Regions from separate parts of the Zea mays genome. Here region 2 is linked to region 1. Evidence: chromatin contacts called from public Hi-C data. All regions are on one chromosome and are shown on one strand. Each heading gives the region's core, a stretch centred on a gene start, on an enhancer-like site or on the middle of the called end of the contact. The rest is flanking DNA. Distances are from core to core; before and after follow the strand shown. Region 1 holds the start of LOC103632850 (CCAAT/enhancer-binding protein zeta). Region 2 holds the start of LOC103632918 (nuclear pore complex protein NUP155).

Evidence for each region. Hi-C and Micro-C count contacts between places; a contact is called where the count stands out from the background.
Region 2: a Hi-C map of ear shows a contact between it and region 1, with 2.2 times the contacts expected there. The contact joins the promoter of LOC103632918 here to the promoter of LOC103632850 in region 1. A contact is called at or near these places in 2 of 25 Hi-C or Micro-C datasets (ear and endosperm).

What each region holds. Positions count from the first base shown.
Region 1 is chr1:27,351,713-27,356,315 of Zm-B73-REFERENCE-NAM-5.0, reverse strand. LOC103632850 (CCAAT/enhancer-binding protein zeta) reads left to right here and starts at 2,802. Exons shown (of 17, transcript XM_008654575.4): 1 at 2,802-2,912; 2 at 3,072-3,777; 3 at 3,981-4,056. The coding sequence starts at 3,099.
Region 2 is chr1:28,143,164-28,147,766 of Zm-B73-REFERENCE-NAM-5.0, reverse strand. It overlaps LOC103632918 (nuclear pore complex protein NUP155), which reads right to left and starts at 2,297. Exons shown (of 14, transcript XR_556222.3): 1 at 1,962-2,297; 2 at 665-834.

The DNA of each region.
Region 1 (4,603 bases), core at 1,553-4,052:
CCTGTTACCGGAGTAACCTTAGATGGGACACCGGTCTTGTTCCTTCATAGCCTGAGGCAGCTAGCTAGGAGTAGGGTAATGATGTATCCTCTGTAGCGTAGTCGGTCCGAGGCCCAGGTCGGGCGAGACGGAGACTTCTCCTGAGGCCGAGGCTAGGCTCGGGCGAGGTTGTGACTCTTCCCGAGGCCGAGGCCTGGGGTTGGGCGAGGCGGAGATCTTCTTCCGAGGCCGAGGCTGGGCTCGGGCGAGGTTGTGACTCCTCCCAAGGCCGAGGCCTGAGGTCGGGCGAGGCGGAGCTCTCTGTTGCGCCCGAGGCCGGACTCGTGGGAGATTGCGACCCAGTTTTACCCTGGTGGTCGGCACAGTAGCCGGAGCGGGGTGAACGGCGCTGTTTTCCTGTCAGATCGATCAGTAAAAAGGGGGGGGAAGTGACTGCGGTCACTTCGACCTTGCCGACTGAGGCACGCGTGTCAGGATAAGTTGTCAGACGATCCCCGCATTAAATGTGCATGCGATACGGTCGGCTGGTAAGGCGATTTAGCCAAAGTCGCTGCACGACAAAGTCTGCCCAAGCTGGGCTTTGGGCGAGCCGAGGGTGCGTCTGCTGACTGAGGGGACCCTCGGGCGAGACGTGAATCCGTTCTCGCCCGAGGTTAGGCTCGGATGAGGTCGCGTCCCTCGGCAGACGAGGCCCTGACTTGAACCACGCTTTTATCAGCCGTGTATGGTTTATTCTGAAGATGTTTTTCGGCCGTGTTTAGGAGTATTGGGGGTACCCCTAATTACGGTACTCGACAAAATTGTAACTTAAATCTTTTAAAGAACCTTTTATAAATTCAAAATAGGATTTCGGATGTTACAAAGACGTATGTATGGGTGGTGATAGTCTCTGTATTTTAGACATAAAAATTTAAGGATCGAATATCGGATTAGAATCAGGCTCTATTCCTATTTTATTTTTTAACTAAAGTTAATTAAGAGTTTTAATTTATTGTGAAGAAACAATTAGATCATGATCCATTGCTATCCCTATACGTGGGAACTTATGAGCTAGTATTATTGTCGTGGATGAAAAAGTAATGGGAGGTGTACCTGATGCTATTGTGCAAGCATTGGTTGGAGGTTATTGACAATGTAATATATGTGCAAGGATTGATGTAATCACCTTATGTTGTCTGATATATAATGTAATATATAACTAATTTATCATTTTCTCTTATTAAAATAATTTATAGTTAATTTGGCATATATTTACATTTTAAATATCTCTATTATAATATGGTCCAACATAACAATGGCATATATAATCTAGTTAGTAAGTATACATATCCGAAAATATGAAGAGTAGTTTAGACATTTCTCACTTCTAACATGCCATCAGTCAATTTAGAGGTTGTTTAGCATGGCTTCAGAACAAAATTCCAATTAAAAGTTGGCCAGAGTCAACCAAATACCTAACTTCAAACTTGTAAATTCTATGGAGTTTTGAGAGCGACAATATATTTGTTTTTGGATTACCTCTTTTGCTACTCTACGGAGTTTTGAATCCTTAAAAAATGTGAACACGCCACTGCTAGTGGTTATGAGAAATCAACTTATACCCCATAGCCGAGCTACTCTACCCAAAAAAGCGAAGTTGTTTCTGCAGTGGAATAAAGTTATGCCAAACATATAAGCATACGAATGCTTCTCTAAACAGAAGTTTCTTAAGGCAAGTCATAAGACCTGTTTGGTATAACTTTTTTTTGAAGCGTTTTGTTAAAAAAATAGGTTTCTAGATAATCTAGCTGCCACGAGAATCTGATTATGATGGGTTTAGAAAGTAGTGGATTCCTCCCATCACGATTTTTATATAAACATTTCTCACATAAATGGGTTGAGAAGCAAAACGTTCAATAATCGCTAGAAGTCGATTCTCATTGGCATAATATAGTAGAAGTCGAAACAAACGGGGCCATAAGCTAGCTTTTAAGGTTGTCTCCAACAACAACCGTTATATATTTTTGTACATTAAGAATATATTTGATTTGCTATATAATTTGTCAAATTTTACCTAACTTTTCTGTCTAAAATTAGTTATTCAATTTGAACGACTAATCTTATGCAAAGTGAGACATAGTTAGTCATGAATCAAATATACCTTAAATTTGATGGACCTAGACGTCTAGATTCGTGTACTCTAAATGGAACCTAAAATTTAACGTCTCAGTCGCTAAATGTGGCGGACCATCTATGCGCGGTGCGACACCGTCGCTCCGGTGGCTCCGCTGTCCGTCCCGTCTATGTAACCTATCATTTCTTTTTTTGTTGACCGATAAATGCATGATATATACTTTCATGTTACTATTAAAATATACCAATACGTATTTTGGCACATATGAACCATCGTTGTTAGTGTTTCCGATACATGAAAAAATTAGAATATAATTGTCGGACATCCTGTCTGCTAAATAAAAACAATGATGTAATATGTAACGTATTTTAAAATCTAGACATACGAATGATCTTTTTTTGTGTTAGATAAATAAAGGGATTTAGAATACAAATTCTGGCTACACTGTTAATGTAGAGAATAAAATTTAGAGAGGTTGTTAGGGATAAAAAGATATAAAGAATCAAATATTTAAAAATTGTTATAAATGTTAGAGAATATTTTTTTAGAGAATGAAATTTAGTGGACAATAGAAGAAAACCTAAGTCTCAGCTGTGCCAAACGGGCCGTAAATGGACTGTTAGGAAGCCGGCCCAAAAGAGTTCGGCTCTCCCGCTCAAGACTTCGTTCACGGGTCACGGGTACGGCGGGAGCCTCTAACCCTTGCTGTTCGCTCGCTGTTCGCCCCCCAGCCGCCACCGCCAGTTCTTCCATTCCTCCGCGCTCTTTGAGCCTTCGTCTCCCAGTCTCCTCAACTCAGGTACGTTGTCCGCCCGCCGCACACCCTCGCCACTGTTCATCGTTGCACGCTGGTGCTTCCCTCATCTCCACAGAACATCTGATTCGGCCAGTTGAGTTCCTCTCGGACGCTGGTTGTCTCCTTCGACCTCCGTTTCCTTGTCATTTCTGTGCCTGACAGCAACCCGCGCTCCCGCCGCATCTATTCATGGCGGAGCCGACCCCCAAGTCGAAGCGCACCAAGAAAGCGAAGAAGCCCTCGGCCCGGGAAGGTGATGGAGAGGACATGGATACGCTCAAGTCTGACGTCGCCACATTCGCCTCCTCCCTCGGCCTCCTCCCTGGCGCTGGCGACTCCAACGGCGGCTTCGATGACTCCGACTTCCGCAAGTCCGGCCCCATGTATAAATCCTCAAAATTTCCTTCCAAACAACCCCATCAAAAACCTGATAACACGGCAAACCCCCATCTAAACCCTAGACCTACCAAGAAGCCACACCCTCTCGAGCTACGTGACTCCTATGCTGCCACCAAACCTGGTGCTGTCAACACTAATTACCCCCTGATGAAGGCGGCAGCACTCTCAGGGCAGTGGTACACTGATGCTGATGAGCTGGAGGCGAGGGTCCTAGGCGGTCGTAAGCAGGTGCCTCCAGCTGTGGGGCTTCAGGAGATGCAGGGAATAGTGGAGAGAAAACGAGAGCTGGCAGAGAAGCTCATGTTGCAGTATGCGAGGGAATACGATGCCGTGAGGCGAGGGCATGGTGACCTGAAGCTCCTGGACATATCAGCAAAGTCTGGTACATCAGCTGACAAGGTGTCAGCATTTACATGTCTTGTCGAGGACAATCCAATTGCAAACATGAAGGCACTCGATTCCCTCCTTGGTGAGTTGCATGCTATTGGCTCCAAAAATAAAAGACTGTAAAGAGAGTACAAATTGAATATACTGTTGATAGCAATTTGCGGTGATTGTGAATTATTTAACTTCAGGCTTTCACATCATAACAGTTTGATGATATCTCTTTGTGCTCTCATGAGTCATGAACTAAGAAATTATTTTTTATTTGTTGAAAAAAAATCACAACAGGTATGATAACATCAAAAGTTGGTAAGAGGTATGCGTTCACAGGATTCGATGCAATTAAGGAGTTATTTCTCATGAGGTTAGCATCTTCTCGTGTTTTCTGAAATTTCATTGTGCTTTTGCTAGTACACAATTTGTTTGTTATTTATAGCATTTTATACCAATCTTCATGGCGTTTGCTATTTGTGTGATGCGTTTTATGTATTAGTTAATTACCTTTGTATGCATGGGTTTCTTTGCTTACCATGCTGTTTCATGTGAAGCTACACAATCCTGTATATTGTCCCAACCAACATGTGAAACGCCCAACTGTAAGTTATATTATTTGACGTCACCATAATAATTTGTTTGTTCCTGAAATTTTGGTTACACTAGGCCATCTTGCACCATTCACTTCTCTGCCTCTCTTTTGACAGGAACTTTTATTTTCTCTGATTGATTCGTAGTCTATGCTATTATTATACACATTATGCTCAGAGCTTGATTGTGCAATAGGAAAAATGAAGGATCGAAATGCTCGTGTCAACAGCTATCTACTTCTTTAGTTTTAGGACTGTGCATGGGTGTGTTTAGATGGATTTTTGACCCACCTGTGAATACATGTATTAGCTGGGTTTAGATTAGGT
Region 2 (4,603 bases), core at 1,048-3,547, 790 kb before region 1:
CCATGCATCGCTGCTCCTGCTCCCCCAAGCTCGGCGGCGCTCCCCCGAGTCTCAGCGTCGCCGCTCCCCCGAGTTCTACGCCGCCGCTCCCCCTAGCTCGGCACTCCCTGTGCCGCCGCTCCCTCGAGCTCGTCACTCCCCCGAGTTCTGCGCCGCCAATCCCGCTCCCCAAAGTCTCTGCTAGGCTTCTTCCCCCTCCCCTCTTGCCGACTCTTGGCTAGGCGACGGGGACGCCTAGACTTTTTGGCTGCCTGGACGCCTAGGCGACGCCTTTGAAACCAAGGGTCCAATGCAACTTTATTCCGCTGAGGCCACCACTGCTTCCATGCACCATAAAAAGTTTCTCGATGTACAGTTTGACAAGTAATTTTAACACAGTGGCCAAAAGTTCAAAATTAGCACATTATATACCATACAATCATTTGGCTCAAAACAAATATAAAAATAGACCATGGATGGGAATAGCAATGGAATCTTGTGTAAAGAAATTTACAAAACAACAGCCCTGTGACAAACTAAAACACCCACAGAACGACAAATTGAGAACGAGATAAATCTGAGTACTAAGTAAAAATCATGTCCATTATAAAGGGTGTTCCCTTTTAACTGTTTAAGACCAATCACTCATGTAACAAATAAAAAGAAACAAATATTAGTGATTTACCATTTATCAAATCGCCAGATGAAAAATGAATTGTCAACTGTTGCCCAGGCCCGATGTATGTCAGAAAAAATCCCGCAAAGAGCTGTTCCTTCACCGGCAGCTGTGTTATATCTTTCAATCAACATAGGAGGGAGTTGACGAGTTTCTGCAACTTCTACCAAAGGAGGCCACTGCCAAGACAAAATATGTATTAAGAGAACATAAAAGTGCATTTTCAAAATATTAGTAGAACAACTTCATTATTAAATTCAAATAAAACTTAGAACAAACACATGGTATGTTAGAGAAGGGTTGGTCCAGCAAAGCATTTCTGAGACCTGCATGATCATCGTGTTCAATGTCATTAAAACTTCTGAAGAAACCTTTCCAGCATTCAAAACAAAGAGTTCCAACATGTACCAATGTGTTTGCGGTGTTTCATCCTAGCAGCATAAGAGCTAAAACATGAAACATTTAATAAATCCAGCAAACAGAAAATGCAAAGCAAAACCAAAGACAACTATCTACTTTAAAAGTGTGAAAACTGACCAGTAGTCTATAAACCATGCTCAACCAAACAAAGCAAACAGAATGTCCAGTTCCTACCTCCTCAATTCAATTACCAATACATACAAGAATATGTCCCTTGAATGAATGATGTCAGCAATCCGAAAAGCTGTTCGTCACTGCTGATCTCATATAAGCCAAGGTTGAGCTTGCCAGTAGCCAGTTTCAAATAGGGACCTCCCCTTTTTTTCTTTTTTTTTCTTTTTTGCAAAAACTAGTGTCCTTCGGTTTATGCTAATTTCCACGTGTTTGCCTCAATTTCCAAGTTTCAGCGTAACTTAAAGGACCAAAAACTCTTTCACCGTTTTCTAATGTCAGAATCAGGATTCACATCCTGCCAGGGAATCATGTCATGTGTATGACACACAATTGTAAATTGCTCCCGTGTGACATATAGTACTTCTGTCATGGAGTCTCACTCCCAAAATTTGACCCAAAACTACTCATACTACAATGCAATATATGAACCGAAAGTCCGAACTTCTACTGCAGGTCTGAAGCAACCAAAAAAAAACACCAGAAATAATCAGATGAAATCACTGCTCGCCATGTTTTCCTCCACCTTCATCTTTCGATTCCTCGTCACCCCCATTCTACTGGGAAAAACAATGACACGAATCCCCCAGGACAACTGCAGGAACCCTGAATACAACGGTAACATTCGCCCAAACCGGACACTGACACATCAACAACTCAAGCGTGCGCGTCTATCAGTACACACGCAGCTGACCACAGGTCGCGCAGGGCTTGCCTCCTTGGGGTGCGAGGAGTAGGGGTGGGACGCGTAGCGCGAGGCTTCAAGGGCCTCCTCCAGGTCGGGCTGCGCGGCGGCGTCGCGGCCGATCCGCTCCGAGACGTGAAGACCCGCCGAGGCCACGTCGGGACCGATGGCCTCGTCCTCCCCCCACGCCATGGCCGGAGCGTCGCGGCACAACGCGCAAGTGGTGGGGAACGGCCGAACGTGAGAGCGAGGAAAAACCCTAGTGCGCGATGGAGGCAGGGAGGGGCGGCGGGGCTGGCAAGTTCGGTTGATTTTTGATTCACATTTTTGTGGGCGGGTTCCGGTTTTGCAGGTTGGACCCGAAGTCATTTCACTTGACTTGGCTGTTTGATTCTCTATTCTATCTCATATCTCATTTCTTATTTTAAACTTCTTTCTACAAACAATATTAGTTACAATTCTGCTTCTCCTATTTTACATGATCCAAAAACAACCTTAGAAACTATTTTTTAAAAGCTAGAACTAAAAAGCCTCCAAATAGATCAATTTTTTATTCATTTTCTAAAAAAACTAGTTTTCTCGTTTCTTAAAAACCAAGAAATTAGTACCCAGCTAAAATCAGTTTTTTTTATGATTAGTCATTATTTATGAAAAAACTATAAAGGAATTTTAAAAAAAAAACTAGTGGATCTAAACATTTTTATTCGCTTTTTTTCTGAAAGCCAATTTTTATAAACTAAATGTAGTAACCAGTTTTTAAGAAACCGGAATGGATCAAGCAGGGCTTTATTCAAATCGTTTTTTTCCTTATGCCGACTATAACGTAAAAACGCCACATATCCTGGGAAGGGGAATGGGCTAAGACCGTTTCCAATAACTTCTAATATTTCTATTCTCATTATCTTTATACTCAGTTACGTGTGCATTGCTACGATTTTATATATTATATAGATGGATATTATTTAAATGAGATATTTATTTAAATATGATTATATTTTTATTTCCCAAAAATAGTGTATGTATATTTAATATGACTATCCTTTACAAACATAAAGGCTTTGTTTGGGAGGCTTCGTTTCAAGAATTGCAGCTTTAGTTTTCCAGCTTCACCATGAAACAACTTCGATAGATTGGTTTGTACATAGACTCTAGCTTCTGTAATATAATTAATTTGTGTTAGTTTTTTTAATTACCCTTAATTATTAGCGGCTAGAGAAAGAGACTAAATCGGTAGGTCATATAACCAATGGTATGGTAGATAATTTTTGTGCAACTCTACGAAGAGGTATGAAAAAGTTATTTTGAAGCCCTCTAAAGAGCTTCGAAAATTTCATGAAGCTAACCTCTAGTTTTAGTTTTTTTTAAAAAACTAGGGCTCATGAAGCTAGACCTATTTGGATAAATAAGCTAGAATAGACCTGAAATTTTTAAAGTGAGGCTCTTCCAAATAGCGCCAAAATAACACTTGTTTTTGGTGGTAGATATTGAATTCTTGAAGATAGAGGATAGTGGGTTCGTGCCTCCATCCTTATGCTCCCTTTTTACCTTTTTTTTTTGCTTTTTTCCTTTATATGATTTATGCCACGCGCATGTGCACGGGGCAGCAGGATTTTTGTGAGAGAGTCAACTCTAACCGGGTGGCAAAAGCCATCAGTCTAATCCTAAGAATAAGGGGCTCCATAGGGTTAGCCTAACAAGATGGTTGAACACAAAAACACACGAGAATTTAGAGTGGTTCGAGCCGTCTTACGTAATACCCTACTTCATTTGTGAGTTGTATTGCTGGGAGTTTGAGTGAGAGTGAGTGTGAATGAGGCTGGACTGGGTCTAGGTGTCTCTAGATAAACCTGTCTCTTGTATCGCATGTGTCCTCCCTTTTATAGTCCAAGGGAGCATAGGTACGAAGCCCCGATAGGTGGACTCAGCGATCTAGTATTAAGGGGTTGTTTGGTGCCTAAGCCGCCACAGCGCGCCACAGTTTTGCCGCCGCAGGTGTGGCGGTCGATTCGGCCGCCGCGGCTTAAGTGTGGCGTGGCGCCGGACGCTGTCGGCGTTTCGAGACCGGGGGGTCCCTAAGCCGACGAGTGAGTGTGTCGCGTGCCCCAGCCCAGATGGGTCGAGCGCGTGGGCGAGCGCGAAGGGGGGAAGCGAGGTGGCCGGAGACGGGCGTGAGAGAGGTGGAAATCCCGCGGCCTTCGTGTTCGTCCCGCGCCCAGGTCGGGTGCGCTTGCAGTAGGGGATTACAAGCGTCCACGCGGGTGAGGGAAGCGAGCGGCCCCAAGAGAGTGCCTGTCTCGTCCTCGTCCCCGCGCGGCCAACCTCCTCTAAGAAGGCCCTAGTCCTTCCTTTTATAGGCGTAAGGAGAGGATCCAGGTGTACAATGGGGTGTAGCAGAGTGCTACGTGTCTAGCGGGGGAGAGCTAGCGCCCTAAGTACAGGCCGATGTGGCAGCCGGAGAGATCTTGGCACCCAGTTGGTGTGAAGTCGTGGTCGTCGGAGGAGCGGCGGAGCCTGGCGGAGGGACAGCTGTCGGAGCGGTCGAGTCCTTGCTGACGTCCTCCTGCTTCCGTAAGAGAGTTGAGAGCCGCCGTCATCACAGGGCACGCGGGGCGCCATCATTGCCTATCTGGCGGAGCTAGCCAGATGGGACACCGGTCTTGTTCTCTGCGGCC